Linked DNA regions of Zea mays: region 1 is linked to region 2. A link is a contact called in public Hi-C data. All regions are on one chromosome and are shown on one strand. Each heading gives the region's core, a stretch centred on a gene start, on an enhancer-like site or on the middle of the called end of the contact. The rest is flanking DNA. Distances are from core to core; before and after follow the strand shown.

What was found. Hi-C and Micro-C count contacts between places; a contact is called where the count stands out from the background.
Region 1: a contact with region 2 is called in a Hi-C map of ear, with 2.5 times the contacts expected there. The contact joins the promoter of LOC100281245 here to the promoter of LOC100383151 in region 2. A contact is called at or near these places in 2 of 25 Hi-C or Micro-C datasets (ear and root tip).

The regions. Positions count from the first base shown.
Region 1 is chr2:225,177,120-225,182,553 of Zm-B73-REFERENCE-NAM-5.0, forward strand. It overlaps LOC100281245 (omega-3 fatty acid desaturase), which reads left to right and starts at 3,562. Exons shown (of 5, transcript NM_001154164.2): 1 at 3,562-4,112; 2 at 4,188-4,254; 3 at 4,357-4,716; 4 at 4,787-4,924; 5 at 5,001-5,434. The coding sequence starts at 3,640. The coding sequence ends at 5,186.
Region 2 is chr2:224,982,338-224,988,020 of Zm-B73-REFERENCE-NAM-5.0, forward strand. LOC100383151 (methyltransferase) reads left to right here and starts at 4,198. Exons shown (of 1, transcript NM_001175816.1): 1 at 4,198-5,683. The coding sequence starts at 4,318.

The sequences.
Region 1 (5,434 bases), core at 2,312-4,811, 190 kb after region 2:
CCGTTATCTTTACCAAGCCATTGGATGATAAAACCTTTTGCATGTTGCGTAGTGAGCTAAATGTCTTAGATTCACGTAACTTGGATTGATCTATAGCATACATGTGTTCTATGTCTTTGATCATGTTACTTCATATATTTATGTGATTTGTTGTTTATTTATGGTGCTCAAGTTGTGCAAGGGATCCTCGGACCTCACAAGTCCATGTGTGAATGATGCACATATTTAGGGGGAGAAGTGCTACAACTTGACCCTTTGAGACTAACCTTTATGTTTAATTATACTTGATGTAGTCTCAAATGTGCATTGAAAGGGAAAGGTGAACTTGGACCATGCAAAGACTTCCACTGCACTCCGGTATTAGTGTATTCACCTCCAAGTTCATACTTATGCTCTCATTGCCTTTTTGCTCTTAATTGACATTTTTTTGGTGAGGCAATGGGGTTAAAGGGCCAAGAATGATTCTGTTTTGGTGCTTAATGCCAAAGGGGGAGAAATTAAGACCAAAGCAAATGAATCAGCTACCACTTGTGAATTTTGAAAACAATAGAGTTAAAACTTTTGATTTGTCCAAAATACTCTTATTGGAAGATTTGGTCTCTTATGGAGGAGAATTTAGATTATGGGAAAAAGTGGGAGTTTTTGGCACTTGATCAATTTTTCTCTTGGAATATCTCTCTTTATGCCCAAACAAGTGAGTTTGAATTAGAGATAGGAAAATGAATTTGATTTGCAAAAACAAACCAAGTGGTGGCAAAGAATGATCCAAATATGCCAAATTATAGATAAAACAATTTGGTCTTCAAATTTGAATCGATGTTGCATGTTTTGAATTGCTTTTTGATGTGTTGGCATAAATCACCAAAAAGGGGGTGATTGAAAGGGAAATATGCCCTTGGGCCATTTCTATAATGTTTTTGTGATTAAATGTCCAACACATAGTGAGTGAGTTATTATGTGCCAAACAAGCAAAAAGTGTAAATCATGTAACAAGGTACGTTTCTAGACTTAGTACATTGTTTTGAGTACTAACATATATTGTCTAAGTGATAGAAATAGGAAAAGAAGGAATTGCAAAAGACTTAGCTGTGTGCAGCCAAAGTCCAGCTCGACCTGGCACACCGGACTGTCCGGTGCGCCAGACTGGTTTCTGGTGAACAGGTCGCTCTCGGGAAAAGTTTGGCGGCGTACGGCTATAATGCACCGGACTGTCCGGTGGTGCACCGGACTGTCCGGTGAGCCAACGGTCAGCCACGCAATCCGCGGGTGACGCGTGGCAGCTCCAACGGTCGGCAGCGGGCACCGAACTGTCCGGTGTGCACCGGACAGTGTCCGGTGCGCCAACTGGCCCGGAGCTTCAACGGTCGTTTGTGCCCGAAAAGGAAGGAGATCGACACCGGACAGGCTACAGTAGCTGTCCGGTGGTGCACCGGACTGTCTGGTGCACCACCCGACAGAAGGCAAGTTTGGCCTTCCTTGATTGGTCTCCAACGACTCATAGTTGCCTTAGGGCTATAAAAGGGCCCCCTAGACGCATGGAGGAGCTACACAAGCATTCACTAAGCATCCTAAGGCATCCAGACTTTGTTCTCGCGCATTCGTGTCAAGGACTCCATTCGAGTCAAGGACTCCCTGTGTTGTCATTTGAGCTAAAGTCTTCTCTTGTGTGCGTGGGTGTGCTACGATTTATGTCTTGTGTGTGTTGCTCATCCCAACCTTACTCTGTGCTTTCATTGTAATCTTTGTTGTAAGGGCGAGAGACTCCAATCTTGTGGAGATTCCTCGCAAACGGGAATAAGCATCTAAAGGAAAAATCGTGGTATTCAAGTTGATCATCGGATCACTTGAAAGGGGTTGAGTGCAACTCTCGTCTATTGGGACGCCACAACGTGGAAGTAGGCAAGTGTTACTTGGCCGAACCACGGGATAAAATCGTGTGTCTTGTGTTGATCTCTCTATGATTGTTTTGTCCTCAAGAACACGCTTCTCAACCACTTAGTCGCACTAACACTCCTATAACTAAGTTTTGTGGCTATTCAGTGTTGAATTTTACAGGATTACCTATTCACCCCCCTCTAGGTGCTCTCAGCAGGAAACAGATTTTTTTTCGCGCTATATCGCATTGCATAATATCCGTGTAGCATAATTAGCGTCAGTATATATCATAAACCGGTTCCAACGATCATACTTGCACGACTGTTATCAAGATCCTACTTTTATGGACAAAATAAAGCATGTAAATCAGTTTTTTTGTTTTCATGTATGTCAATCTATTTCCTTTCAATCCACATTTTTATCATCCTAAATTTGTGTGCATGCAGCAAAAAACATATTTTTTTACACGATGTACCACACTGCAGAAATATGTACACAGTGTAACATAATTAGGCCCTGTTTGGGAGAGCTTCACTTCAAAAACTTCAGCTTTGGTTTTCCAGTTTCACTATAAAACAGCTCCAGCAAATTGTTAAGGTGAGTTCCATGAGCGTTTGGTTTGTATATGGACTCCAACTTCTATAGTACAATTGATTTGTGTGGGTTTCCTTGATTACTCTTGATGATTAGTGGGTTGTCGCTTGAGAGAACGAAAATTGTATGTTGCGTAACCAGTGGCATGGTGGGTAATTTTCGTACAGCTTCATGAGGAGATATAAAAACAGTGTTTTTGAAGCACCCTCTAAGGAGCTTTATAAATTTCATGAAACGGGTCTCTAGTTTCGTTTTTTTAAAAAACTAAAGCTCGTGGAGCTGGACCTGTTTGGGTTGAAGAAGTTCGAACAAAATTGAAATTCTTGAAGTGAAGCTCTCCCAAACAGGGCCTTAGTATCAGTATACGTTATAAACTGGTTCCAACTAGCCTAACTGCATTGCTGGCTGGAGCTTACTGTATGTTATGGAAACCCAGGACTTCTAATAGCCTCACAGTAGTAAGCTACTTTAAATATATATATACAGAGAGATGTGGTCTAATCACAGTAGTAAACTACTGTAAAACATATTCTCCATATTCTCTAGTTGTCTCACGCTAAAAAACAATTTAGAAACAAATTGGTGACAGTAAGACTAGTTCCAACAATAACCTATAAAGGGCCATATACCCTAAATTTAGAGGGTGAAATTATCCTCTACTCTCTTTAACAGTGTCCTCTAAACGGTCATCTAAATTTAGAGCACGGTACTGGATCCTCTATATATAGAGTTTCTTTAAATGGTTCTCTATCCATTTGAATACTTTAAACAATCGGTTTAGCAAAACTAAAATATGTACAATACATTTGAGAGTATAACAAATACGCATGTAAAAAATTAAAAAAATATCTCTAATATAGATATTTGCTTATAGAGGACATGATTTATAGGACGTTGTTGGAGAAAAAGGAGATATAGAGGATAGAATATTTTAGAAAAGACTATAGATGACAGATATAGAAACGGATATAGAGTACATTGCTGGTCTAACGATGTGGCTAGGCCGATAACAGAAAACCTGACCTGAACGGCTGTAGGCAAACCAGTTGGGTGACACTGACAGCAGGGGCGGGCGGGGCCGATGGATTTTTTGAATCGGATTAGGCAGCCACCCATTTCAAGCCGAAGAGAGGAGGAGAGCCAAGCGGCGACTGGACCTGGAGAGCCGGCATGGCACGCCTGCTCCTCTCCGTCTCAGTCCCCATGTCCGCTAGCAGCAGCCGCCGCATTGTGGTTCCTGGTACCGCGCGGCACCGAGGCCGCAGCGGCGTCTGTGTCGCTGTGCCCGCCACCTCCACCGCCACCGCCACCCAACAAGAATTTGACCCCGCGGCGGCGCCACCGTTCGGGCTGGGCGACATCCGCGCCGCCATCCCCAAGCACTGCTGGGTGAAGGACCCCTGGCGCTCCATGGGCTACGTGGTGCGCGACGTGGTCCTGGTGCTGGGTCTCGCCGCCGCCGCGGCGCGCCTCGACAGCTGGCTCGTCTGGCCGCTCTACTGGGCGGCACAGGGCACCATGTTCTGGGCGCTCTTCGTGCTGGGACACGACTGCGGCCACGGCAGCTTCTCCAACAACCCCAGACTCAACAGCGTGGTCGGTCACATTCTGCACTCCTCCATCCTGGTGCCATACAACGGCTGGTAATTAGCGAGTCAGTTAAATGCAGGCAATGCAATGCAGTGCAGCTCTATATATTATTGTATGTTCAAGTGCAGGCGGATTAGCCACAGGACGCACCACCAGAACCACGGCCACGTGGACAAGGACGAGTCATGGCATCCCGTACGTACGCCTCCTCTCCTGCCCTAGCTAGCCACCTGCAACTGCAATAATTATATATCTCATCTTGCATTGCATGTCTATCTATCATCTATGACTATACAGCTCCCCGAGCGTCTGTTCAAGAGCCTGGACAGCGTCGTCCTGATGCTGCGCTTCAGGCTGCCCTTCCCTATGCTCGTCTACCCATTCTACCTGGCCAACAGGAGCCCCGGCAAGTCCGGCTCCCATTTCCACCCGGCCAGCGACCTCTTCCAGCCCAGCGAGAGCAAACAAGTGCTCACCTCCACGGCGTGCTGGCTCGCCATGGTCGCACTCCTAGCTGGCCTCGCCTTCCTCATGGGCCCTCTGCAGATGCTCAAGCTCTACCTGGTCCCCTACTGGGTTTTTGTCATGTGGCTCGACTTCGTCACCTACCTGCATCATCACGGACACAATGACAAGCTTCCATGGTACCGAGGAAAGGTAGTATATAGCTAAATCACAGCTGCATGCAGGTTTCAGTTAACTGTTCTATAACTAATGGACCTACTAGGAATGGACCTATCTTCGGGGTGGCCTGACAACGCTCGACCGGGACTACGGGTGGATCAACAACATCCACCATGACATTGGGACTCATGTCATCCACCATCTCTTCCCGCAGATCCCACACTACCATCTCATAGAGGCAGTAAGTAACAACTAAATCTCATTCACTACGCTAATGCACATATCAGATCACTGAAAGATGGAGGCTGTGCATGCAGACAGAGGCAGCCAAGCCGGTGCTGGGAAATTACTACAGAGAGCCGCAAAAGTCTGGCCCTCTCCCCTTGCATCTACTTGGTGATCTGGTTCAGAGCTTGAGGCGTGACCACTATGTCAGCGACACAGGGGATGTCGTCTACTACCAAACTGACCCCACCATTAGCTGTTCTGGTCCATTCACTTGACTAATTGAGGGAGGCTGGAAGTTATGCGAAACACAAGGATCAGAGGCTACCGGAGAGATCTGATCTATGAGCCACACACTTGCATATAACAATAAGTCAATCATTCTTTGGGCAAAACAAGCTACAGTACAATTTCCAGTGCTTTACTATCAGGACTCATTAGCACATGCTTAGCTGGTACTGTTGCAAGAAAGCAATGTGCAGTACCTCCGCTTATTGCTGTCCTCACATATGCAGTACATTATTTG
Region 2 (5,683 bases), core at 2,948-5,447:
GCTTTTTTCATTTCTAAGATTGGAAATTGAATCATTACAAACATTTAACTTTTCAACCTTAGTAATTAAATTAGCATTCTCAGTTCTAAGGTTAGAAATTGATTCATGGCAAATGCTAAGCTCCTTAGATAAATTTTCACATTTCTCTACTTCCTGAGCATAAGCATTTTTCAATTTAACATGTTTTTTGTTTTCTTTAATAAGGAATTCCTCTTGGCTATCCAAAAGTTCATCCTTCTCATGAATGACTCCTATCAATTCATTCAATTTTTCTTTTTGTTGCATGTTAAGGTTGGCAAAAAGAGTAAGGAGATCATCTTCATCTTCACTAGAACTACCCTCATCACTAGATGTAGTATACTTGGGGTGGTTCTAGATTGTACCTTCTTCTTTTTGCCGTCCTTTGCCATGAAGCACTTGTGGCCGACGTTGGGGAAGAGGAGGCCCTTATTGACGACGATGTTGGCGGCATCCTCGTCGGAGGAGGAGTCGGTGGAGCTCTCATCGGAGTCCCATTCCCAACACATGTGGACATCGCCGCACAAATTCAGGGTGTTACAGTTGGCCATGCCCCGTTAAAGACGATTATACTCTCGGTTACCTACGTTATCCCTGGAATATTCTCCCTTAGGGGGTTACGACGGGTCATTACATCATAATTAATTACTGACATGGGCTGACATACTAACGACTCCGCCCACATAGCGACCTACAGGTGGGATCCTGTAACATGGACCGACTATACACGAGTCCCTTATTATAATTAGTAGTAGGTTACAACACATGGACTTCGCGTTTCACGCGCTCAGCCTTCGGAATTCTCGATGGCCTTCGTCCTGGTTCGTCTAGATGAAGGGAGCACCCAAGCCTTCGCCCGCGCTCGCTCCGTGCACTCCATAGCGGAGCTCACTCTTTAGCCTTCGCGCTCTTCAGTCTTCTCTTGAATCCTCTTCGACATCGTAGCTGATCGAGCGAGGGGGCGTTGCGCCTTCGCCCCAACACACACTTACATTAGTGACTTAGGAACTTTTTCCCTCTATTGCCTGATGTAACCCTCTACTATGAGCAATCTGATGCTAGTAGCGCAAACCACCAAAGACTAGGAAGGGATATTCGGTCTGAACCAATATAACTATTGTGTCCACCTCGCACACCAACCAGACCTAAAACACGCACTACAAATTTAAATTTACTCGTCGGTGCTTACTCGAAACATCGACGCTGGGACTAAACATTAGTCCCTCCATTTTAGTCTCATTCGATCCCTAAATTTCCAAATAGTGAGACTAAAACATAAACTAAACTATTGTAGTTCCTAATCCTCAGGGGTGAATGAATTTGAGTTAGGAATTGAGTCAAGTGCTCCTTTTAGATATTTGTAAAGGTGATGATTGTCTTTGGCAAATTGATGTAAGACCCGAAGTTGCTGGTTGTCTTACTATCGATTCAATGAGAGGGCAATAATATCTTTTACCAAGTGTCGGCGCTGTTAGTCAAGGCTTCGACAGGAATGGTCTCAATTTGGCGAGCTGCGAAAGACGGGATACCTTAATGACGAGTCCTTGGCGAGTCCTCGTTGTGGGATACCAAATGGGCGAAGCCACACTACAGGAACATCATATAACCTATTCACTTGACTTTAATTCATATCTACTTCTACTACTATCTCTACTACTTATTAAGGCTGCAATAGTAGTCTTCCATTTCCTGTTATGCCCATTTCGTGTTCTACCATTTCCTGTTCTGCCTTTCCGATTCCTTCCTCCCCGTGCACAGTCTATTCCCATGTTCTGCCACCATTCTATATCTCTCATTCTCATTCCCCCTCCCCGCAAAGCTCATTCCCATTCCTATTCCCATTCCCCCGTACAACCGACGTCTGGCTAAAATTAAAAAATACACATGGTCCCAAGGGGATTCGAACTCATGACCTCTCAAGCAAATGCTAGCAGTAGTTACCGCTACACCACACGTGTGTATGTCTACATCTATAACAGGAAACACATCTACTACATCTCTCCCCAAGCTCACCTGCTACCCTTGCACAATGCGTAGTAGTAGATAAGTATCACCAAAATTCTTGAATTATATTTTTGGATGGAAGTAGTATTTAAAGAAGAGCCTTGCATGCAATTTCTTTTGTTTGAATAATGTTTTCAACTTAAATTCCTTTTTTGCATGCGTGACATTTATTCTTCGTAATATTTTTTCCATGAATCTGACTTATGAGTCATTTTTATAAATCAACGCCAAATATGAATCCATGTTTCTTACTTGAAAACCCCGAACAAACACCATTAGTAGGAGGCACTCGCGTTGGGGTCGCTCATCGACGACGAGAAGAAACTTGGCGACTGCCAGTTCGACCTCTAGAAACAGTCCTACGTGGCCGCATGTGCTGCTATGTACGACAAGCTCCGGCGCAGCCACCGCTTGGACGCGGTGCAGAGCGGTTGCTCCGCGCTGTCCATCGTCAAGAGGGGGACCTCATGGTCGTCGCCAACGTCGGCGACTCTCGGGTTGTTCTGGGCATCGCATTCGACGACGACACCATCACGTCGTCCAGCTCATCGTCCACCTGAAGCCCAACCTGCCACGTAAGTCGCTACTGACCGGCCATTAATTCTTGTGCGTTGGGACGATGACCGTTGCTGACGTTGTGTGAGTGTCGTTGAACATGATGTATGTAGAAGAGTAGCACATCTGGTGGTGCAACGGCCAGGGGCACTACCTTGCTGATGAGCCCAGGGTACACTTCGTTTTACAGCCCAACCAAGAGTCATCAGTACTCGGTGTGTCGCGCGTGTTCGACGACTACTATATCGAGGACCGTGGCGTCATCTTGACGCAGGAGGTGACGCAGAGGAGGACCAACAACAATGACCAGTTCGTCATCCTCGCCACCATTGGGGTAGCTTTTGTGCCGACTTGCCTTTAATTCTCTTCGCAAACACACACACTTGCCTTTTTGTTTAAGCAAAAGCGTATGGTGGTACGTGTCTGATGACTAACGATGTACGGGGGAATTTCTTCCTGTATGTGTGGAACGTGCTCTCCAATGATGAGACCATGCAAATCGTGATATATATCAAAGTCTGCATGATACTGATGGTTACAATGTAATAGTAAAACAAATAGATTAAAATAACAAAATTTATGTATGGCCAGAATGACAAATTGATTATAAAACATTTTTTTATAACGGTATAACACATATTTTGTATATAATTTTTCGTAGTATACTGATATTATATATTTTCGTTGCAACACACGGACACTCAACTAGTATTATTTTATATTTATAGATTATATATATAACAGTACAAATAAATATCTTTAATCGAAACGAGCAAACCATGGTCTCCCGTTCTCCGAAAGGACGAGGCGCTCCATCGGAGGAGTGGCACGACCGTAATACAGACGCAATCCCAGGCCCAAAAGAGCGCTGCGAGCCAGGCCTTGACCGGCAAAAAGCGCGTTCTCCCTCCGATTCCCGGGCAACTAGTCCGGCAAGGGAAAGGGGTCTTCGATGATCTGATCCCATGGCGATGGCACCGCCGCCGCAGGAGCCAATCCACTGTCCCTAACGTATCCCAAGCTGACCCATGGAAGGCGTAGTAGAATCCTCCGATTAGAGCATCTCCAACAACGTAACCTAAAAAATGCCTTATAATTTGAAAATAAGTATATTTTATAAAATTTAGGGCATCAACAAAACACATCGTTCCAACAGTAAAGCCCTAAATTTAGATTATAAGGCAGCCCACTACGATGTAGTATATTTGAGTCATTTGAGAGGGTGCCCTATAGTTTTTTGACAAAAATTTATAAAATAGGTCACTGTTGGAGTAGTTTTTTCTGTGTTGAGCCCCATATTTCAATTTGAAGCACTAGTTTGAGGCATTGTTGGAGATGCTCACAGAAAAAACTACTCCAACATTGCCCTATTTTATAAATTTTTGTCAAAAAACTATAGGGCACCCTCTCAAATGACTCAAATATACTATACCGTAGTGGGCTGCCCTATAATCTAGATTTGAGGCTTTACTGTTGGAGCGATGTGTTTTGTTGGTGCCTTAAATTCTATAAAATATATTTATTTTAAAATTATAGGGCATTTTTATAGGTTATGTTGTTGGAGATCCTCTTACCCCTCTTCTTCTTCCACCTTCCTGGGCTACACCTTCCCCTTCCTCGCCTCCCTCGTCGGCGCCAACCACACCTTCGCCCGTTTCTGCTCCCGTTAGCACTATCACTAGCACCGGACCCCTTCCCTCCCCTTTACCTTTCTCACGAGGGCCCGGGAAAACCACCACCATGGACCCCTCCTCCGCGCCGCGGCGGTGCTCCTTTCTCCTGCGCCTGCTCCTCCTCGCCGTCGCCGCCCTCGCGCTCCGCCTCCTCTACGGCGCCTTCCTCGCCGTCTCCGCCGGTCCCGCCGGTTGGCCGCTCTACCGGCCCGCCGCCACCGTCGCAACCACCACGAGGACCCACGTCGTCCAGGCTGACGTCCCGTCGCCGGAGGTCTGGCGCACCCGCCGCTGGCGCAGGGCCGTCGACTACCACGCCGCCGTCCTCGCGCCGCACATCGCAGCCGGCGCTCTCGCGCCGGGATCCCGCGCCGTCTGCCTCGGCGGCGCGCAGGAGGCGCTCGCGATGCGGGAACTCGGCGTCGCCAGAGCCGTCGCCGTCGCCAGGAAGCGCGCGCCCCCGCTCGTCGTCGCGGGGCACGACCGCCGACTGCCGTTCGACGCGTCGTCCGTCGACTTCGTCTTCGCGGGGCGCGCCCTCGACGCCGCCAAGCGCCCGGCCGACCTCGCCGCCGAGGCCGCGCGGATCCTCAAACCCGAGGGCCATCTCGTCATGCTCACGTCCAGCGCCGCCGACGCCTACAGCTTCCGCTCGATACAGGCGCTCCTCCCGTTGCTCCGCCTTGTCCGATCTCGCGAGATCGACGGCCAGGACGACAGCTACTCCACACTCCGGGAACTTGTCTTCGTCCACAAGAATCTTCGGTCCACGGGCACGGGCACTTCTTCATCAGTGAACAACTGCTCGGTTGGGGATCACAGGCTCCAGCTCCTCGCTCATGCCGAGCCACTGATCCAGGAAGAGCCACTCAAACCCTGGCTCACGCTCAAGAGAAACATGAACAACATCAAGTACCTCCCGGCCCTGGCCGATATCAGCTTCAAACGCCGGTACGTGTATGTCGACGTTGGCGCGCACAGCTACGGCTCCAGCATCGGTAGCTGGTTCCGCAAGCACTACCCTAAGCAGAACCACACCTTCCAGGTGTTCGCCATTGAAGCTGACCCGGCGTTCCACTCTGAGTACGCGACAAAGAAGGGTGTCACATTGCTTCCCTATGCAGCCTGGGTCAAGAATGAGACACTGGTATTCGAGATCAATGGTGATCCTGGAAAAGAGGACGAAGCCAAGGCCAATGGTCGTGGCATGGGGCGCATCCGCCCCACCACCGGGAAGAAGATGTCCGGCGAGGTCAGGAGTGTCCCTGCGTTTGACCTCGCCGAGTGGTTGAAGCAGACTGTGACAGAGCAGGACTACTTGGTGATGAAGATGGACGTGGAGGGGACCGAGTTCGATTTGATCCCAAGGCTGTTCGACACGGGTGCAATCTGCTTGGTCGACGAGCTTTTCCTGGAGTGCCATTACAATCGGT